Regions from separate parts of the Mus musculus genome. Here regions 2, 3, 4, 5 and 6 are each linked to region 1. The links are chromatin contacts, called in public promoter capture Hi-C maps. All regions are on one chromosome and are shown on one strand. Each heading gives the region's core, a stretch centred on a gene start, on an enhancer-like site or on the middle of the called end of the contact. The rest is flanking DNA. Distances are from core to core; before and after follow the strand shown. Region 1 holds the start of Bloc1s2 (biogenesis of lysosomal organelles complex-1, subunit 2). Region 2 holds the start of Npm3 (nucleoplasmin 3). Region 3 holds the start of Fbxw4 (F-box and WD-40 domain protein 4). Region 4 holds the start of Lbx1 (ladybird homeobox 1). Region 5 holds the start of Nolc1 (nucleolar and coiled-body phosphoprotein 1). Region 6 holds the start of Oga (O-GlcNAcase).

The links. Promoter capture Hi-C pulls out the DNA fragments that hold promoters and counts their contacts. Capture Hi-C pulls out chosen DNA fragments and counts their contacts.
Region 2: a contact with region 1 is called in a promoter capture Hi-C map of liver, with 4 times the contacts expected there. The contact joins the promoter of Npm3 here to the promoter of Bloc1s2 in region 1. A contact is called at or near these places in 3 of 39 promoter capture datasets (hippocampal neurons and liver).
Region 3: a promoter capture Hi-C map of the SN4741 cell line shows a contact between it and region 1, with 4 times the contacts expected there. The contact joins the promoter of Fbxw4 here to the promoter of Bloc1s2 in region 1. A contact is called at or near these places in 4 of 39 promoter capture datasets (the SN4741 cell line, hippocampal neurons and liver).
Region 4: a promoter capture Hi-C map of liver shows a contact between it and region 1, with 4 times the contacts expected there. The contact joins the promoter of Lbx1 here to the promoter of Bloc1s2 in region 1. A contact is called at or near these places in 2 of 39 promoter capture datasets (both in liver).
Region 5: a promoter capture Hi-C map of adipose tissue shows a contact between it and region 1. The contact joins the promoter of Nolc1 here to the promoter of Bloc1s2 in region 1. A contact is called at or near these places in 2 of 39 promoter capture datasets (liver and pre-B cells) and 1 of 9 other capture datasets (adipose tissue).
Region 6: a contact with region 1 is called in a promoter capture Hi-C map of hippocampal neurons, with 2.6 times the contacts expected there. The contact joins the promoter of Oga here to the promoter of Bloc1s2 in region 1. A contact is called at or near these places in 4 of 39 promoter capture datasets (hippocampal neurons, liver and pre-B cells) and 1 of 115 datasets of contacts at active chromatin or transcription factors (pancreatic cancer cells).

What each region holds. Positions count from the first base shown.
Region 1 is chr19:44,144,791-44,147,891 of GRCm38.p6, forward strand. Bloc1s2 (biogenesis of lysosomal organelles complex-1, subunit 2) reads right to left here and starts at 1,656. Exons shown (of 5, transcript NM_028607.1): 1 at 1,569-1,656; 2 at 1,151-1,267. The coding sequence starts at 1,626. Pkd2l1 (polycystic kidney disease 2-like 1) reads right to left here. Exons shown (of 15, transcript NM_181422.3): 15 at 2,847-3,101.
Region 2 is chr19:45,747,925-45,750,906 of GRCm38.p6, forward strand. Npm3 (nucleoplasmin 3) reads right to left here and starts at 1,641. Exons shown (of 6, transcript NM_008723.2): 1 at 1,515-1,641; 2 at 1,133-1,218; 3 at 826-945; 4 at 622-715; 5 at 240-356; 6 at 1-127. The coding sequence starts at 1,632. The coding sequence ends at 247. It overlaps Oga (O-GlcNAcase), which reads right to left. Exons shown (of 16, transcript NM_023799.4): 16 at 2,331-2,982.
Region 3 is chr19:45,658,729-45,661,629 of GRCm38.p6, forward strand. Fbxw4 (F-box and WD-40 domain protein 4) reads right to left here and starts at 1,465. Exons shown (of 9, transcript NM_013907.2): 1 at 1,048-1,465. The coding sequence starts at 1,301.
Region 4 is chr19:45,235,365-45,238,573 of GRCm38.p6, forward strand. It overlaps Lbx1 (ladybird homeobox 1), which reads right to left and starts at 1,477. Exons shown (of 3, transcript NM_010691.6): 1 at 1,267-1,477; 2 at 1-277.
Region 5 is chr19:46,074,487-46,077,609 of GRCm38.p6, forward strand. It overlaps Nolc1 (nucleolar and coiled-body phosphoprotein 1), which reads left to right and starts at 1,361. Exons shown (of 13, transcript NM_001039353.2): 1 at 1,361-1,663. The coding sequence starts at 1,544. RefSeq lists an enhancer at 1,270-1,341 and cis regulatory regions at 1,283-1,289, 1,312-1,318.
Region 6 is chr19:45,781,926-45,784,809 of GRCm38.p6, forward strand. It overlaps Oga (O-GlcNAcase), which reads right to left and starts at 1,628. Exons shown (of 16, transcript NM_023799.4): 1 at 1,007-1,628. The coding sequence starts at 1,205.

The DNA of each region.
Region 1 (3,101 bases), core at 406-2,905:
AATAAACACACAAGGAAACCATCATTCCCTCTTCGGAGGAGTGTGCGGAGGAGTGTGCGCCCTCTCAGCCCAGCACTCCCTACTAGTTCTGAGGCACTGGGTCAGACAACTCCATCTCTAAACTACAGCAAATGGAAAAAAAAACAAGAGAACAAGAACAGTGCTAACCAGCAAAGGCCACAAGATCACACTAAAGGACCAGCCAGTGGTGACACAAACCAGATTATCCAGTCTTCTTAAAAGGCTGCAAAACCCTGGTCAAGTAGAGCCCTACTAAGTAAGTTACGATAGACTTCAGAATTTGTGGGGAGAACCCATATATCTGGATTTTTGTTACTTGGTCTCTCTTGCTCAAAAATAAGTGAACGATCAGGCAGAGAAAATCTGCGACTTACAACCCCCCAACTTCTCTACTAAACCTTTCCTCATAGATCCTGGTTCACAAATTGGGCTCACAGAAAAATTTCCTGGGGTGGGGCCTGTGAGAGGGCCCTTGCTACCAAGCCTGAAGATCAGAGCGTGGTCCTCGTGACCTACGTGGTCTAAGAAGAGGACCAACTCTCGAAAGTCGTTCTAAGCCACACACACACACACACACAGAGAGAGAGAGAGAGAGAGAGAGAGAGTAATTTTTTCACAGAGCAGTGAAACAGTATAAGTTCTTATGTCACCCCAGAAGGTCCAGCCTCTGCTTTCTGACTCTGCCTCAGACACAGACACAGATGCAGACGCAGGGACACTGAACTAAAATCTAACCGTGTCCCACGGGTGGGTCAGCAAATCTTCAGACTAACCTTCAGGTTTCATCAAATGCTTGCTTACTCCAGCTCTTTTACTAACTGGACTGTTTCACGTACCCCCCCCCTTCCATTTCCTTCACAACTCTGCTTAAAATATACTTCTCCCCCGGCGGGGCACTTCTGGACTAACAGTGTGGAATTCTTGTTGTTGGCCTTTATGACAAGAGGCCTGCAGATTTGTGTTTCAAAAGTGGTTGGTGTGCTTCCCTGGGGAAAGACAAGGGGGAGAGCGGCTCCTTTCCTCCCATTCAACCATGGACTGACCAGAGGCTGCTAAAGCACCATTCAGATTTCCGTGAAGTCAAATGCAAATACACAGCTGGGATCAGCCAGAAGGGGTTGCGTATCACCTGTCAGTTCCCCAGTCAAATATGTGGCCATTTTGGAGAACATGTCCCGGCAGAGCTCATTGATGTCAGCTTCGGCAGGCTCCTTTGCTTCCTCGGCTGTCTCCACCGCAGCATCATCTGGCAAGGTGTGGGTGGGAGGTGAGGAGTAAACGTCCTATCCCCAGACCTAATCCAGCCAAAGCGGACGGTTCCTAAGTCCCTCCCGACTTGGGCTCCCGCCGCCTTCGTTCTCCTCCTGCCACCATCCCGTCCCTTCTCCTCGCACCCGCCCACCTGAAACGCCAACTCCGTTCCCATGCTCAGGAGCTAGGCTTTCGTCTCAGTGCCCTGACTGCGGTAGACAGGTCCACCGGCTCCTGCATCCGGACCTAGCCTCCCCACCATCAGCCGCCGCATCTCCATCCACACAGGGTAGTACCTCGAGGTGGCTGCTCCTCCCGTCGCGTCGCCGGGACGCCCTCCGCAGCCGCCGCCATGCCCGACCCAAGGCTGCTTCCGGTTCTAAGGGCATCTGCGCGTGCGCCCCGCGGGTGCCCCGCCCCGCCGCTTGCTCACAGCTTCCTTGCTTTGATCGGCTTGCCCAAGTCACACCTCAAATAAGGACCTTTTATCAAAGTCCAAGCATGAAGCTGAAACTGAAGCTAAGGCTATTGCGAATTAGCCCGTTACTGAGATCACAGTACCTGGTTGGCAATGCGTTCGTCCCTGCAGCCACACTCTAGAACGGTCACTTGTGCCAGCCACGGCCTGTCTTGGGTTGTGGACCCATCATAACATGTCAGCTAAAGTTATTGGAGAGAGGTGGCCTCCTCCCCAGACACCAGCACCCTGACATGTTTTGTTCATCAAAGAATTGTTCAGGGATTCGCTTTTACAGGGTGTCTCCCACAAGATTTCGGCCTTGAATCTTCTTTTTTTTTTTTTTTGGTTTTTCGAGACAGGATTTTTCTGTGTAGCCCTGGCTGTCTTGGAACTCACTTTGTAGACCAGGCTGGCCTCAAACTCAGAAATCAGGGATTAAAGGCATGTGCCACCACCGCCCGGCTTTGGCCTTGATTCTTGATGGAATCTCCCTTACCTTTCCCATAGGCCTTGGACTAGTATCAACTCTCTGACTCACATCTCTTGAAGTGCAAGCTAGCCCCTAATGTTTAGTTGAAAGGACCTCTCTTGAAGGAAACTTCCGACGTCACTGACACATAGGTTATCTTGATTATACTTAGTTGTTGCACGCGTCTAGCGGGTTTACGGAATGCTTGGGGGAGGGGGGTGGTGAGAACAGGTGGGGGTGACAGGGATGAATAGAAGGCTCAGTGTGAGGGAATGAGAGTCACTGGAGAGGGGGAAAGAGGTGTGTAAGGGTTTTCAGGATGCAGGCTCCTGAGCATCCAAAATCTTAAGTGTAGAGTTTTTGACTAAGTTTAACTTAGTCTTGGTTATCCTCTAATCTCCTCTCTGAAGACTGATTCTCCCTAGACTGATTCTCCTTCTCTCCACTCCTTTCTATAGGATAATCAAAGTACCCGCCGTTTCAAACATTCCTATGAACCAAGGCTTCTTATTTCAAGATTGCTGGGAGAAGCAACCTCCCTGAGATTGACATGGCCCCCAGTACATTCCAGAGAGTGTACAACAATGTCTTACACTCTTATCCTTCTCTCTTCTCTCAATAGCCCCAGAAGGAAATGCAAAGACGTGGTTTTCTAAAGAATTTTATTGCTAATCACCTTGGAACCTCACATTGTCCTATGACGAAGAGAGCCAGAGACCACCACATATTAGTCCAAAAGATCAATGAATCCTGATAGCCTTTCTGGCTTGATTCCTTCAGGTTTTGTTTGATTCCAGGTTTGAAGTCCCCTCAGTTCCAGCTAGTCGCTGGAACATAAGAACCAGAAGGCAGGCTCCTCCAGAATTCACTGACTTCACCTTTGGAGGGGGTCACTCTTAA
Region 2 (2,982 bases), core at 391-2,890, 1.6 Mb after region 1:
AAGGGAAGCCTCAGGAACCACAGTCCATCCCTCCCTCCCACCCCCTATTCTCTTCATCGAGAAAACCATTCTTGAACTTGTCCAGGAACATACGGAGCATGGCACCTGTAGCAAGCAGTTACCTGATCTGAGAAAAGCAAGAATGAAGTCAGAGTCTTCCTCCTCACCTGCTGCCCCTAAACTTCCCAGATCCTTCGGGAATCCCACCAACCGACCCCACCCTCCACCCACACACTCACCAGGGGGCTAAGGCCTGCCCCTGTGCTTCTTGGCAGGAAGGATGCCACACAGCTTAATTTCATCTTCTTCGCTCTCATCATCACTTTCTTCTTCAGAAAGGTCGTTGTTTATACAAACTGGTGGATACACAAGGATAGAGCCACTCATTCAGCTGCTAGGCTGACAGGGAACCTCATCTCCCAGAGTCCCCAAGTCTAGATGGAAAAGAGCCCACCCACCTCGCTGGAGTTGGACCCCTGGGGCAGGCAGGGTACAGCAAGTTCCCAGGCCTGAAGGAGGCAGTGGGAGGCACAGAATACTGGAACCATAGCCTGAGATGCAGGACACACTAGGAGATGAGACTGGGGTAAGTCGGGAGTGGAGAGGGCCCACTCTTCTCACCGATCTGATGCCGGCCAGTGATCCGAACTGGGCCAGAACCGGACTTCAGGCGGAAGGTGACAGGTGGTTGGAGTTGGAAATCATCCACACTGAGCTGGAAGACAAGAATGACGGGCTGAGCCGTGCTGGCCCACCCACTTGGAGATCAATACCGAAGTTCTCAGTCCCACCAGACTCCGAGAGGAATGAACGGCTCCAACTCACCATGGGCTGGCAAGACAACCTGAGGTTGGCCACAGGAACTGCAATCTCCTGATTGTCGTGATCCCGGGCCACAACTTCCACCACATTACACTCGTCCGTGGCCCCCTCGGTAAGGCACAGCTGAAAGGCAGGCAGAACCTCAGCGTCTCAAGTGAGGGAGGGCTGACACCAAAGCCAAGGCGTCTTACCCCAAAATCGGCCTAGTCCCAGTGGCACCGGATGCGGGGACCAGAGGGTGGAGGAGAGGGGCGACAGGCGGAGTGTCGGCTAGCCCCCCGCATCTCCAACTCCCTCTGCGGCCCCTTACCATGTTCAACGCCAGCACGTGCTCCGTGTCATCCTCCTCCTCAACCTTGAAAGTGAAGGAGCGGGTGTGGCCGGAGAGCTCACAACCTGCAAGAGCCAGCGAGTGTCGCCTGGGTACACGCGTGGAGGGGACAGCGCGCGAGGACGCTCCACAAACTCCGCTGTCCCCTCCACCCGGCCATGTGCCGCGGCGGCGGGGGGGGAACCGGCCGCTTGCTCGCCCAGAACACGTGGACGGGCATCCCACTCGGGAAGAACCGGTTAGGGCGAGCGAGCGAGGAGCCCTCGGCCCACAGCTGCGCCCGGCCACAGCGGCGCCCGGCCGCCTTCCTCGGCCACGCCTCACCCGCCCCGTACCACTCTGCCACTCCCGCGTTCAATACCGAAGAAGAAACTGTCCATTGTGACCGGGGCCGGGACCCTCAGGCCCCCGACGCCCCCAGCTCGGGCTCGGCTCTCTTGGTTCAAGAACGCTAAAGCAGCCGCCGCGCCGGCCGCCATGCTGAAACGGCCGTGAGCGCCCCGCCCCCCGCCTCAGCCAGTTCCGGTCCCGCCCATTAAAGGAGCCGCGCTCGCCACACGAAGCAGGGAGGAGCAGTCGTCGCCTCTTCCACGAGGACAGGTAACAAGGCCCCAGAAGAAATCTCCACGAGGGCTTAAAGTTAGCGTCCACTCACTGAAGCCCCTTCTTCCAACCCGGGGATATATACATACAGATGTTAGTGTAAACCTTTCGTATCTCCTTTTTCAGTAAACTTGGGGTACGGAGCAGCCATTTTTACTCACACCCCCCCCCCCCCCCCCCCCCCCCCCGCTTCCTGATCATGCTGGAGGCTTGACAGCCAAGACCTAAACTCAGATGTGGAGATCAACTACTGTTCATAGTACAGCCTCCTCTTTAGGCGACCCACCCCCCCCCTCCACCACCAAAATTCCTTTATCTAAGGAAATGAAGCCATGTTCCAGTGAGGAACTCTGTGACACCCCCCCCAACTTCACACAAATTTTACCTGTAGTAAACAGAGCAACTTACTTAAAAACAAAAACAAATGTACTTTTCTGAGAAAAATCTTTGCTGTGGAAGGCAGGAGGGCAGGGCTGTCTTCAATCCAGCCTACACTGAAATAGCTTCGGATACCTAAGGGATCAAGAGATGTGAGGGAAAAAAAGGGAGAACCCAGAGAAAAAGCAGCACAGCACACATTCACTTCAAGTTTTATTGTGCCTCTTGCATGGTCTGCAGATAGGTTTACAGTTCGTTTTCTATAGGAACTGAGCTGTGATCTAAACAATGAAATGTTATTCCAACATTAATAAATATTCATAACCATGGAAGATGGCAGAGCACTTTATCCTACAGCAATGACAGTAGAGACCTGGACATGTTTTCACTTATGTCCAGAAGATCATCCCATGTGATTATTGAAAGCCAACATTAAACAAAAAGCAACTTGTTCAATTCCTGATTCCGTATGAAACTCTGAAACGCTCTGAATAAAACCTTGTAATTCTCACTGAGGCATGAGATGGATTCAGAACGCTAAGGAACATTAAACGGTCTTAATATCTAGTAACAATTTTGCCCCTCACCCCAGCCTTCAAAACCAACCTTGACTTAGGTTTCACAGCACATCCTATCGCAAAGGTTCGCACCCTAAGGAGGCGGCACATTTCAGCACACTCTTGGGCCTCTGGTTCTTGGGCCTCCCTGGGTCCACTCTATATAGTGCTAAAAGACTACCTCACAAGCTCACACTGGAGTTCTAGAAAGGAAAATGTTTCAAGCTCCCTCTTCTCTCTCCCCCCTCAGCTCAAAGTTCAAAAGCTATGTAGAACTGGAGGAAAGCAAGG
Region 3 (2,901 bases), core at 215-2,714, 1.5 Mb after region 1:
TTAATCCAATAGTGGCTACCTTGAAATTTTTATTCTAAGGAGTTAATTCAAGACAAATTATGTCATGGCGTATGACATACCTCCAAATCTATTACATCATTCATTAAGCATTCATTCTGTTAGGATGGGGAAGTGGGGTGGGGGGTGGGGGGTAGTAGGGTTAGGGGGTGTGCAACTGAAAAACTTTTAAAATGGAAATAGGAGTGCATCAAATGATCATTTCTTACGGTTTTTTAAAACTTTATTATATTCGCATATGTTACAACAAAGCAAGAGCAGGGTGCAGTCTGAAAGCGTTTATCCTGACCAGTTCTGTGACTGTCATACACGCTCTCCCCTTCCTGTTTAACAGCCTGAGTGTTTTAGGAATGGTTTGCATCCACGGGTCTCAGATATTACTAGGTCAAACTGCCTATCTTGGATACCGCCTACCCCAAATCCAACTTGATGCCTCACACAGACATCTTTTGTGGGTCCTTCCACCTGAATTAAGTCCTAAAATAGGTTGACAATGGAACTGAAAGGTTTTTTTGTTTGTTTTTGTTTTTGTTTTTTTAAGGTTCTGAGCCCTTTTCTGCACATTTAATTTGATCTGAGCCCTGAAACCTAACAACCTTTGAGAGGGTGGGCAGGACGAAAGGCCACAAAAACCACGTTGGTGGACCTGGGCCTGGGCCCTAGAACCAGCAGGAGTCACCCTTCAGGTCCTGTCTGTCGCACAGGACACAGGGCAAGGAACCCAGGGAGCCAAACCTTTGGGAATACTCATTTTAGGATGGCTAACTGTGAGTAGCCGCCCACGGGGGAGGGTGCCGACTGAGGAATGCTCTCCGGAAGTTTCCTCGGGTTGGGGAATCTTGAAGAGGGGTGACACCAGTATTCCTCGAGGGTGCTGGGGGAGGGGAGAGGGAGGGGGTGGGGGGCAAGTCTGGGCTTCAGTATTCCGGGTGCCACACGGTCCCGAGCCGACCAGGCCTCGGCGCCCCGCCCTTTCCCAGGACGCTGGCCGGCCCGGGGCGGGGAGCGGGCGGGCGAGCGGGCGCTTACAGGTCGGTGCCGAGCCGCGTGAAGCCGGTGTTGAGCGAGGCCCGGGCTATCGGGCGCCAGAGCAGGTCGCAGCTGGTGAAGCGCCGCAGCCAGCGGCAGACTTGGGCCAGGCGGCCGAGGGCCCGCGTGTCGAGGTAGGAGCAGATGAGCAGCAGCAGCTCCTCCGGCAGGCGCCAGAGCGCGGGCCCCGCGGCCGGACGGGTGGCCGGCTCCACGGCCGCCGCTGCGGCATCCTCCGCCGCGTCCTCCGCCATGGCCGTCCGGGTTCCCGGGATGCCGCCGCACGCCTGAGGTCCCTGCTCCTGTCCTCTCTCCAGGCTGTCGTCCTCCCGCCGCCCGGCCCCGACCCTCCGCTCCTCCTTCCCCGGCTCTGCGCTGCCCTCATCCCGCTTCCCGGAGCTTCTCGGCCTTTCCTCCTCGCCTCCCTCGCCTTCCTGTCCCCGGCCTGCCTCAGCCGCCGGCCCCGCTGCCTTCCTCTCCGGCTGCAGGCCCGGCTTTCCTTCCGCCCCGCTTCCTCTTCCGCCGTGCCCGGTACCTGCTTTCCCCTTCCCTTTCCCTTTCCCTTGCTTTCCCCGCGCGACCCTCGCCTCCTGCAGTTTCCTCGCCTCCCCGCCCTCGCCTTCCCTGGGCCCGCGGTTCCCGGGGGGACCCGAGCGGCCCTGGCTGCTCATGAGCGGCCGCGGGGCCGGCTCGACGCACAGCCGAAGACGCCACCGCCTCCTCGAGAGGAGGCGACACCACGTCGGACCGGGTCACATGGGGCGGCGCGGGCCCAAGCCGAGACCCGCCCCTCACGCCTGTATTTCGGGGTGCGAACCCCAACCTGGTCACTGACATCCCCATCTTCTGGAGCACCAGGAACATCTAGTTGAAGCGTGTGTCTTCAAGACCGGATGGAGAAAGCGAGCTTGATGGCTCTCGTCTGTGATCCCGGCATGAGGCTAAGGCAGGAGGATGGCCATGAGTTCAAGGCCGGCCTGGCCTACAGAGCAAGAGACTGTCCAAATTAAAAAGACAGAGACAGACAGACAGACAGATTGCTGAAAGGTTCACAGAAAACTCCCACCTACGTCACAAGAGGAGCCTGTGGCTTCAGGAACTATCAAAGTTGAGCCTCTGCCCTCAAGGGGCCTTTTGGTCCCATGAGGCTTCCTCTTCCCCAGGTTGATGCCTTCTTTCCACAAGCCACAAACCAGATTCTTAAAAAAATGCAAGCCAGACGTTAGAAAGTTCCATTGCCCTTGGTCTCACGAAGGATGTCAACCAAGGTCCTGTAGGTTGTCCCAGTATGATTCGACAACAATGAGGGAGGTAAAACCAACCTTCTAGATCCTGAGTCCGCAGCTCCCAAACGAAGCAGCACGTGGCCAAGCAGGGGTTTTTTAGTAGCCGTTACATAGGCAGAGCTGAATCTACAAGATTACTAGGGATCCGTTTCCCATACCACCCACTGGATCCACCTGAACCAATCTAAGCTTCAGAAGTACAGATCGATGCTGTCCCATTGGATCTGTGGGGCCACTTTAATCACATGTGGCTTCTTTCTGTGTGTGTGAAAGGCAGGGTCTCCAGGTCTGAGCGTGCTGTAAGCATAAGTGAGGTACACAGCTGATTTTGAAGAGCTAGACAGGAAAAAGAATGTGAGATGTCTTACATAATTCTAAACTACATGTTAATTATTAGTAGTCTGGACATACTGAACTGAATTCAGTATATTTCGTATAATTGTTAGAAATCTTTGTATTCCGTGTTATTTCTCTATTAGACAGCACTTAGGAAGTAAGACTTAGGAGAGCCAGGCGTGGTAGAACATGCTAATAGTCCCAGAGCTGAGGAGCCAGAGGCAGGCAGATC
Region 4 (3,209 bases), core at 227-2,726, 1.1 Mb after region 1:
AGCGGCCGATTAGCGCGGCGACCCGGGCGAGCGGAGTGGCGCGGGGCCCCGGGAGGAAAGCGCTGACGCGGGCGCCGCCACTGCCACCGCCGCCGCCGCCGCCACCGCCGGGGTTTCCAGCAAGCCCGGGCCGGAGCCGGGAAGCGCCGCGCCGGGCTCCAGTTTCGCCAGCCCCGGTGCTATTTAAAGGTGTCAGGTGGCTCCGCCGCGGCGGCTCCTGGCCCGGGGTCCTGGCGGCGGCAGTTGGAAGAACCGAGGCGAGGGCGCCGATCCCGGACTGCGAGGGGAGGCGGAGAGACGGGGCAATTGACTATTGCTAACAAGTTAGCCTTGATCGAGGAGTAATCAATTATCTGCAGCTGAACTTCTCTTTCTTCGCTCTCCCTTCTTTCTCCTCTCCCTTCTTTCTCTCTGTTCTCTCTCCTCCCTGTCCTCTCTCTCTCTCTCCCTCCCTCCCTCCCTCTCTTCACTCCACTCTGCTCCCCCCGTCCCTCTCCTTCTCTACCTCTCCCTCGCCCTCTCTTTCACTCTCTGTCTGTCCAATGCAGGCGGCTCTAAGTTGGGAAGCTCATTAATTAGCGGGCCGGGGTAGGAGGAGCCGGCTGGAATTAGCCTGCCTAATGCGCCTGTCAGTCCCGGCTCTACGCCGTGCTCGGCCCGAGATGTTTGTAAATTACATTAGAGGTGCCTTTATTGCTCCCGAACCTGGGGTGACTAAAAAGCCACCGCCCCCCACCCCCCACCCCAAACTGAGAGCAGTGCTCTGGGCACACCCGTCTCCCGCCGGCCTGGCCGAGATGGCAGCACCAGCCCGGAGATCTCAGGCTCTGCAAGCCGCAGTTGGGAAGCTTGAGAAGGGTACCAGGATCCCCAGCCGCGGAGTGACGCGGTCGCCGCGCGGGCCAGGTAAGAACTGGAGCCCAGGCGGGTCCTGCTGCTACCCAGTGTGGACTTTGATGATCCCAGATCAAGAAGCCAGCGTCCCTATTCTTACACACTCTTGTCTCTCCCCCCCACCCCCCAACCCCAGCCCTGGGCCGTGAGCCCGAGAAAAGGAGAAGCTGAAGGCTCCGGGGGCTGGCCCCTAGGAGGTCAGAGCGGGCTGCACAGCCTTGGGTGGGCGACACGGGACAGAGGTGGGGATCCTAAGGGCTGGGGGAGGGGAACAATTGGAGGGCTCAGCCTTCCCCACCCGAAGAGGCGGAGGGAGGAGTTGGCTGTTCTGCACGCCTCTCCCCTGATCTGAGCCTGAGGCGGGCGCCCTACCTCCTTCTGCAATCTTGCACACTCTTTCCTCCCGCCGTGGCTCTCGGGGCAAGCTAGGGCCACCACATGTCTGATGACGGACGTCTGACGGAAACTCGGCCGGGTGTCGGGGTTACCCGGGCGGGTTCCGGGCTTCCCCGCTGCTCTCTGCCCCGGCCAGGGCCGGGGCCCCGCTGCCCGCCCCGCCCAGCCGGGCACAGGGCTTGAGTGTACAGCACGGCCCGACTCCAGCTGTTCCGGATGCGGGGTGGGGGCCGGGAAGGGGCCGGGCCAGGGCTGGGGCTGTGCTCTCAGAAACTCGCAGCGAGGCCGGAGAATCTGGTTGTGGATCCCAGGGCCTGGAATCTCTGAATATTAGGCGAGCATTTTGTGTGCATCGTTATTTGAAAATGTTTGGTTTTCTTTTCTTTCTTTCTTTCTTTCTTTCTTTCTTTCTTTCTTTCTTTCTTTCTTTTTTTTTAACGTGTGTTTTGGCGTGTGGTACTCCGTGTGTCTTTTTTTTAACCGTTTATGGATCTCTGGGCATTTAGGCGGGTTTGAGTCTCAGCTATGCCTTTCTTTTCCCTTAAAACGCGACAGTGGGGCTGTGCTCTGGGGCCCTCTTCTCTCTTGCTACTCCATCTGGTTTATGTTGGGCCCGGATTTTCCACTTCTTCTCTTGGAAAAAGGAGGAAAGTAAGAGGGTGTAGGAACCAGACGGAAGAATACTTCTCCCTTCACTAGCTGCACACATCAGACTTGCTTTGTTTGTAAACTCCTGGATGGTCTGTGTACTCCAGAAGCACAACTTGGGTCAGAGAAAGGTTTCAAGAGCAGCTGGAGAATTTGTGGACCAGGGTAGGGAGTGGGACAGAAAGAATGGGATCCTCCCTATAGGCAGAGAGGGAGGGGGGGGGGGACTTAGCTGGGCTGGGGACTGGAACAGGCTTCTTCGGTGCAGGGGCCTGATATTTATTTAATCATTTGGATTCATGGCATTGTAGCCTTGAGGAGTAGAGAAAAGGATTTGTACCTGGAGTTCCCAGTGTGATGGGGGAACTGGCCTGCTTGGGAATGCTAGAAGCCATCTTTCTACTTCCTTCCCAGACTTCACCCTGCATCTTCGGGAGGTGGGGAGAAGGTAGGGGGTGCTCTGAGGCAGAAATGCTGATAGTAGAGGCTGGAGTTTCCTGAGTGCCACAGATCCATCCCAGGTCCTGATGCAGCAGCATCTCCTGCCTCCCACCTCCCAATCTCTCTGTCATCCCTGATGCCCTGGAAGCCCCAGGAGGTGCTAAGCCTTGTAACAGGAAGGTCTAGGGACTGGTGGAAGGAACAAGAGGGAGAAAGGGCCAGGGAAGCCTTGAAGGAGGGCACAGGGTACATCTGCTCTCTCCCTACTTCCTGCCTTCAGGATCCTGCCCTTCCCTGTTATAACACCAGGCCCTTGATGAAGACTACACCTTAAAGTTAAGCCCAGCGTTGTGGCTCACCTCCCAGTTTCTGAAGACAGGGAGAGTTGAGGATTTCTGAGAAACTGCCGAGAGGGGTGGAATGTGAACTGGGGAGCAGAAAGACCCATGCTCTCTGAGATCTTTGTTCATATCTTGTCAATTTCATTGACGTTCTACAGTCATTTGCTGTTTTACCTCCATGCACCTCCCCTTCCTGCCTTGCCCTATCCTGTGGTTTTGCTTCTTTGGCCTAATTGGTTAGCCCCTCAGCCAGGAGCTCAGCATGCAAGGAGCTGTGGTGCCACCTGGCATTTTGATGTTTCTGTTCATTTTGCCCAGATTAGTTGTCCAGGCCACCTTGAAACCTATTTACTTGCCCTGGCTGCCTCCTTTTCCTGAACCTGAAAGTCTACCCTATCTTCAACTTCCCAGCCCCCAAGAAAAAAAAAAGCTGTGTGGTACACCTGGGGTCTTCTAGAATCTTGGGAACCCAAATCCACTGGTCTTTAG
Region 5 (3,123 bases), core at 111-2,610, 1.9 Mb after region 1:
CAACTCTGGGTTTAAAATCATTAGCCTCCGGGTGTGGTGGCTCATGCCTTTAATCCCAGCTTTCGGGTGGCAGAGGCAGGCGGATTTCTGAGTTCAAGGCCAGCCTGGTCTACAAAGTGAGCTCCAGGACAGCCAGGGCTACAGAGAAATCCTGTCTCGGAAAAACAAAACAAAACAACAACAAAAAAATCATTTGCCACCATACCTATGAGAATAAAAGTTTTCTCAACTGGGGTTAGTGTCTATTAAGTGTCATTAAAGCTCACCAGTTTGGTTTTGATCACCATCTTGGTTTGTGAATTTTTTTTTTTTTTCTTTTTTTCCGAGACAGGGTTTCTCCGTGTAGCCCTGGCTGTCCTGGAAGTCACTTTGTAGACCAGGCTGGCCTCGAACTCAGAAATCCGCCTGCCTCTGCCTCCCGAGTGCTGCGATTAAAGGTGTACGCCACCACCGCCCGGTGGTGTGTGTATTTTAAAAAAAACGATTTTGAGGCCGGGCGTGGTGGCGCAAGCCTTTAATCCCAGCACTCGGGAGGCAGACGGATTTCTAAGTTCGAGGCCAGCCTGGTCTACAAAGTTAGTTCCAGGACAGCCAGGGCTATACGGAGAAACCTTTCTGTCTTGGAAAAAAAAAAAACAAGCCAAAACAAACAAACAAACGATTGTGTATGCATAGAAGCACCTCTGGGAAATAGGATAACGGGTCCTTTTAGAAGGAGCGCCTGTTTTGAGGAAAGTAAAAGAAAGGTATTCACCGGAAGTGCATCTTTATTGCTTCCTGACCTGGACAGTAGCTGATACTGAAGTTTTCCGAATTCACTGTGACTTCTTTCTTTAGGAAGAAAGGATTTTTCTTGATCTTTTCCCTGGGATGGTCCCGTGTTCCTGTTCTCCGAATTGTAGATGGGAAGGATAACTGTCTTGTAACCTAGCTATGACTGACAGACAATGTGGGGTACCAACACCTTGTCACCACAACTTTTAGGATCCTCTGATTTGAGTCTGGGTCTGGGTGGTATCCTGAAGGACTTCACTGGGTGTGAAGGGAGGGAGGAAGCCATTGTCCGTGGGAGTTTGAGCAGTAGGTGACACCTCTAGAAGGGTTGAAAGAGCCTCGAGTTCTCCAGTGCACCCATTATTGTTAGTCCATTCAGTACTGTGAGGTCTCAGTAGCAGCCAGGGCTTGGAAATCTACAGTAGGAAGAAGCCCATTCAGCAAAGGTAATGCGCGGGAATTTGCAAGTTTTCCCGCCTCGGACAGGAGCGTGGCATCTGACGTAGAAGCTCCGCCTCCTTAGTGGGCGGCTCGTGGGCTCCGCCCCCTGCAGGATGATGACGCGTGTGGGACCGGAAGCAACTTCTAGATTTAGTCTGGGTCTCTCCTCCCGGGTGGAGGGTACGCGACCTCGTGTGCGCCACTCTTTTCCGCTGCGCGCCGCGCGCGACTTGATGACGACACTGGACCCGCCCTCGACCCGGGCTGTGCTTTGGTGTTCTTAAGTCGTGCCGCGTGCGCAACGGTAGTGACGCGTTTTACCCGGAGCATGGCGGATACCGGCTTGCGCCGCGTGGTTCCCAGCGACCTTTATCCCCTTGTGCTCAGATTTCTGCGGGATAGCCAACTCTCGGAGGTGGCCAGTAAATTTGCAAAAGCGACCGGCGCTGTGAGTCCTTGGTTTGGTCTGCGGGCCGGGGTGGGACGACTCTCCGAGCTAATCTAGGCCTTGTCGGCTTTAGAAGTTAAGGAGGCGAGGGCTGGGGTCTGTCAGTCCGTTGTCTGCCCAGCTTCTCTGCGGACCTTCCTCAGGCTGGAGGTCTCGGTGTCTCCTTCCACCATGTCTGACTAGCTAGCTCCGAGTATTACGGCTTTTACTTGGTGTGAGTTTTTGCAGCGGTGACAGGCATGGGTCCCTCGTGACCCAGGACATGTGGCGCTAGATCCCTCCGGGAGCATTGGGTTGGCGGTGCGTGGTTCTTCTGTACTTTTTGTTGGACTTACCCTTAATTGCAGTTTTACCTGAGACTCAAAGATTTTAGTAATGAAGGCTTGGATTCTATTTATACACTTGTTTGTTTTTACAAAAGAAGATGAGTGAGTGCAGGGATAAATTGCGAAGTAATGATAGCTAGGACTTCATATTGTATTTACTTATTTTTTTAAAAAGAAAAAAATGAATGAGTGTGGTGATAGGTTGCTTTCAGTATACTCTAGGAGTAGTGAGCGTCCGCCTGTGTTAAGTTGGCACTGAGCTTGGAGCTCCAGGTAGTGATGTTAGGCCAGGCTCTGCGGCTTTCTGCATGTATGATCCCAGCAGCCTTTTGTTTGAGACAAAGTTCATGTAGTCCTTGTGTAGTGGAGGATGGATATGAACTTCTGTACCTCTTGTCACAGCCTCTTCATGCTAAGTGCCTTACTGCCCTGCAGCACACTTTGTATACCATACTGGCCTTGAACTCAGCTCAGTCTCTGTCTACCAAGTGCTGGGATTAAAGGTGTATATCACCATGCTCAGCCCAATTTACAGCTTTTGAGTGAATGAGACTCACTGAGAGAAAAATGCACAAAGTAGTAACTCCATTGTAGGCACACAGGAACATGGGGTGAGTGACAGCTGTTATGTAAGAGCAAAATGTTTACTCTGCACCTTAAGAAAAGCTGTAGCGGGCTGGAGAGACGGCTCAGCAGTTACGACCACTGACTGCTCTTTTAGAGGTCCCGAGTTCAATTCTCAGCAACCAACCACATGGTGGCTCACAACCATCTGTAATGGGATCAGATGCCCATTCTTCTAGTGTGTCTGAAGACAGCAAAGATGAACTCACATAAATAAGGGGGAAAAAAAATGAAAGAAAAGCTGTAGTGTTCGTGGAAACACCTTGAAAGGCTGTAGGCCTTAGATCCTGGGACTCTTGGGTTATAGGCCACCAGATCTTTTGAGATAGGTTACTTCTTTGTAGCAAAATACAAAAAGGTGATTTTTGCCACAAAAGGAAAGATCAGGTCAGTCTCATAATAAGGGAGTTCTTTCAGCCGGGACAGCCTGACATGTGATCTGGTAATACATCCCCCAACCCCCCCCCCCAACTCCATGTGCTCTGAATTGATGGACCATCTAGCCAGTGC
Region 6 (2,884 bases), core at 378-2,877, 1.6 Mb after region 1:
TCAGGACCTCCGGAAGAGCTCTTAATCGCTGAGCCATCTCTTCAGTCCTGAGTACTAGTTTTTATATTCCCCAGTAATAATAATAATAATAATAGAGAAAGAAACTAGAAAACGTTGAGTTTGCCACTAAAAACAAAACAAAAATCAAACAAACAAAAAAATCCATAAGAAAACTCAAATTACGGAGTGCTTAGGGAAGAACTAAGCTTTCCTGAGCTCGGTATCCACCCATTCTATTTCAGAAATTGTAATTAAGATCTTCCGGCATCTTCCCTTACTATCAAAACGCCCTCGTCCTTTTCAACTGTAAATGAGAAGACAGAAATTAAGACTTTCACTGAATTCTAACTCCACATAACAGATGCTCTGAGATATGATATACTGGTATTTACACACACTCCCAAGTCAAAAAAACAGCAATTGTTAAAGGATGATACTTTTCTGGGCTACAAGTGAGTCTTAAGAGGTGAAGGAGGCTTACAGGCTAACAAAAATAAATAAATAAAAATAAAAACAAAACAATTTCCTAAGCCTGAAGGAATCTGTAATATAATAAGCTGACTGCGCTCCTTCACGGGTAAAAACGTGCCTGTGAGGGCTGATTTTTTTTCCCCTTACAAGGATAGGGGCGGGGGATGGGAGCGCTGCACAAATTTCAACTGAAAGCAGGCATCTCTGCGGACTAAGATCCCAAGGTACAAAGAAGTGAAGCCCACAGCCGGACCACAGGCTCCTTCCTTGCCACCGCCTCCTCCTCCGACAAATCTGTGTGGCTCTAAGCCAGAGGAGGGTGGGGTCAGGCTCCTCCATAGCCCGGAGTCGCCGAAGCCGTGACATAGCGGAGGGTAAAGAAGTGTGCCCACCGTCTGTCTCCTCCCCGTAACCCCGTGTGAGCAATGACGGACGCCTCCCGTCCTGGGGGCGGGGAACTGCGGGAAAAGTCACCAGCACGCCCCTCCCGGGGACGGAGGCTGAACACCTACGCGGGACTGGAAGGCCAACTCACCTTCCACGACACCGCACAGGAACCTGCGGGCCCCTCCGGCCGCCCCGACCACGGCCGCAGCCCCGGCTCCCGATGGGTTATCTTCTCCGGGGGCGGGAGCTACCGACTGCTCCAACGAAGCCCCCGAGGCGGCGGCAGGGTTGGCGTTGCGCTCGCTCTCCCGCTCCTCCAGCGCCGCCTGGCTCTCCTTCTGCACCATCCTCCTGCCGCCGGCCACCGCTCCCCTTCGGCCTCGGTCCGTTGGGCCAAAGGCCCGGAGCCCTGCAAAGGGGCCGCGGCTCCGAACGCGCGCCTCCGGGGCTCCTTCCCCTCCCCCTCCGCCCTTCCCCCTTCCTCTCGGCGGGGGCCCGGAGTGCCCGGATGAGAAGGGCGGCGGCACCGGCTCGAGCCCTTTGTCAGCCGCTGCCTCGCCCCGCGCTGGGAGCCGGGAGCCTAAGCGGAGGGCGAGGCAGCCGCCGCGTCTCCACGGAAGGAGGACCGAGGAGGCGCCTTCGCTCGTCCTCCACGCCCGCCGCCCTCCGGACAGCCCGGCGTCTCCGGCTCTCTTCCCCCACCGGAGTCCCTAAGCAGCTCCTGCCGCTGCCTCTGCCGCCCGCTTCCTGTTTATCCGCACTGCGCCTGCGCTACAGACCGGCTCAGACCGGTCCCCAGCCCGGCTCCCCCGCCTTTCCTTGGGATAAGCCCATTGCGCTTTATTTGCTAGGGGAGAAAAAGGACAAAGGGCGCCGTGAACACCGCGGAGGTGTGCGGCGGTGGGACGTACCATTTTGGCTCGCCACCCTCCGGGATGAGCGCCACACTCTGGGTCGGACCATTACCCCACCCGGAGGAGGGGAACATGGGAGAATGCGGCCGGCCGGGGAGTTTGGGAGGAAGGGGGGGGGGGGGGGCGGAAAGGAGGTGTTTACCCTCTCAATGCGCAGGCGCCGGGACGATACTTCTAGTTCTTAAAGTGGTAGGAGACACTGACCTACTTTGGAGATTGTTGTACCAGTTTGGCTCATCGGGGCTGCCTGACCCACGTCTGCTTCTGTGAAGACACCATGCCAAGGAGCTCAGCTCACGCCTCTGTCCTGACTCATTGTTTCTTCTATCCTGTCTTCGGAGTTAACCGTGTTTTAAATTGAGCAGTCAACTGTTTTATTGAGTTTGCCTCATCCTGGGCTGTTGGGACCATTATGACCTCATAATATGGTTAAAACCTGCTGTTACGTCTCTGCCTGATTGAGCCCTACGTTTGTTTTGGGAGAGGCTGTGGTATGAAATTCACCAGACTACGTATGGAGAAGAAAGACTGCATTCCAAGCACAGGGAAAACAAACGTCTAATAAAAGTAGAAGAGAGTGGAAGGCGAGTTTGTTATGGCGATGGAGAGTGTGCGGTGTGCGTAAGGGACATGACCCTTTTAGCCTTAGCATCAGCATTTCCAAGGAAACCCTGCCTCTAAGGGCTTGCCTCCTGTACTCTAAGGGCTTGCCTCAGAGTACACTTGACATTTTGGTTCCTTAAGGGATCTGCCAGCCAGGCGATGGTGGCGCACCTTTAATCCCAGCGCTTGGGAGGCAGAGGCAGGCGGATTTCTGAGTTCCAGGCCAGCCTGGTCTACAAAGTGAGTTCCAGGATAGCCAGGGCTATACAGAGAAACCCTGTCTCAAAAAGACTAAAAAAAAAAAAAAAAAAAAAAAATCTGCCCTGTTTGGGAACAAACCTCTCATGTTCAATGTTAAGAAAGTAGTCAAACTATTGCATATGCCAGAAAGATTTTGCTGAAGGAACCCTGTTATAGCTGTCTCTTGTATGAGGCTATGCCAGTGCCTGGCAAATACAGAAGTGGATGCTTACAGTCTATAAAATGGAACACAGGGCCCCCAATGGAGA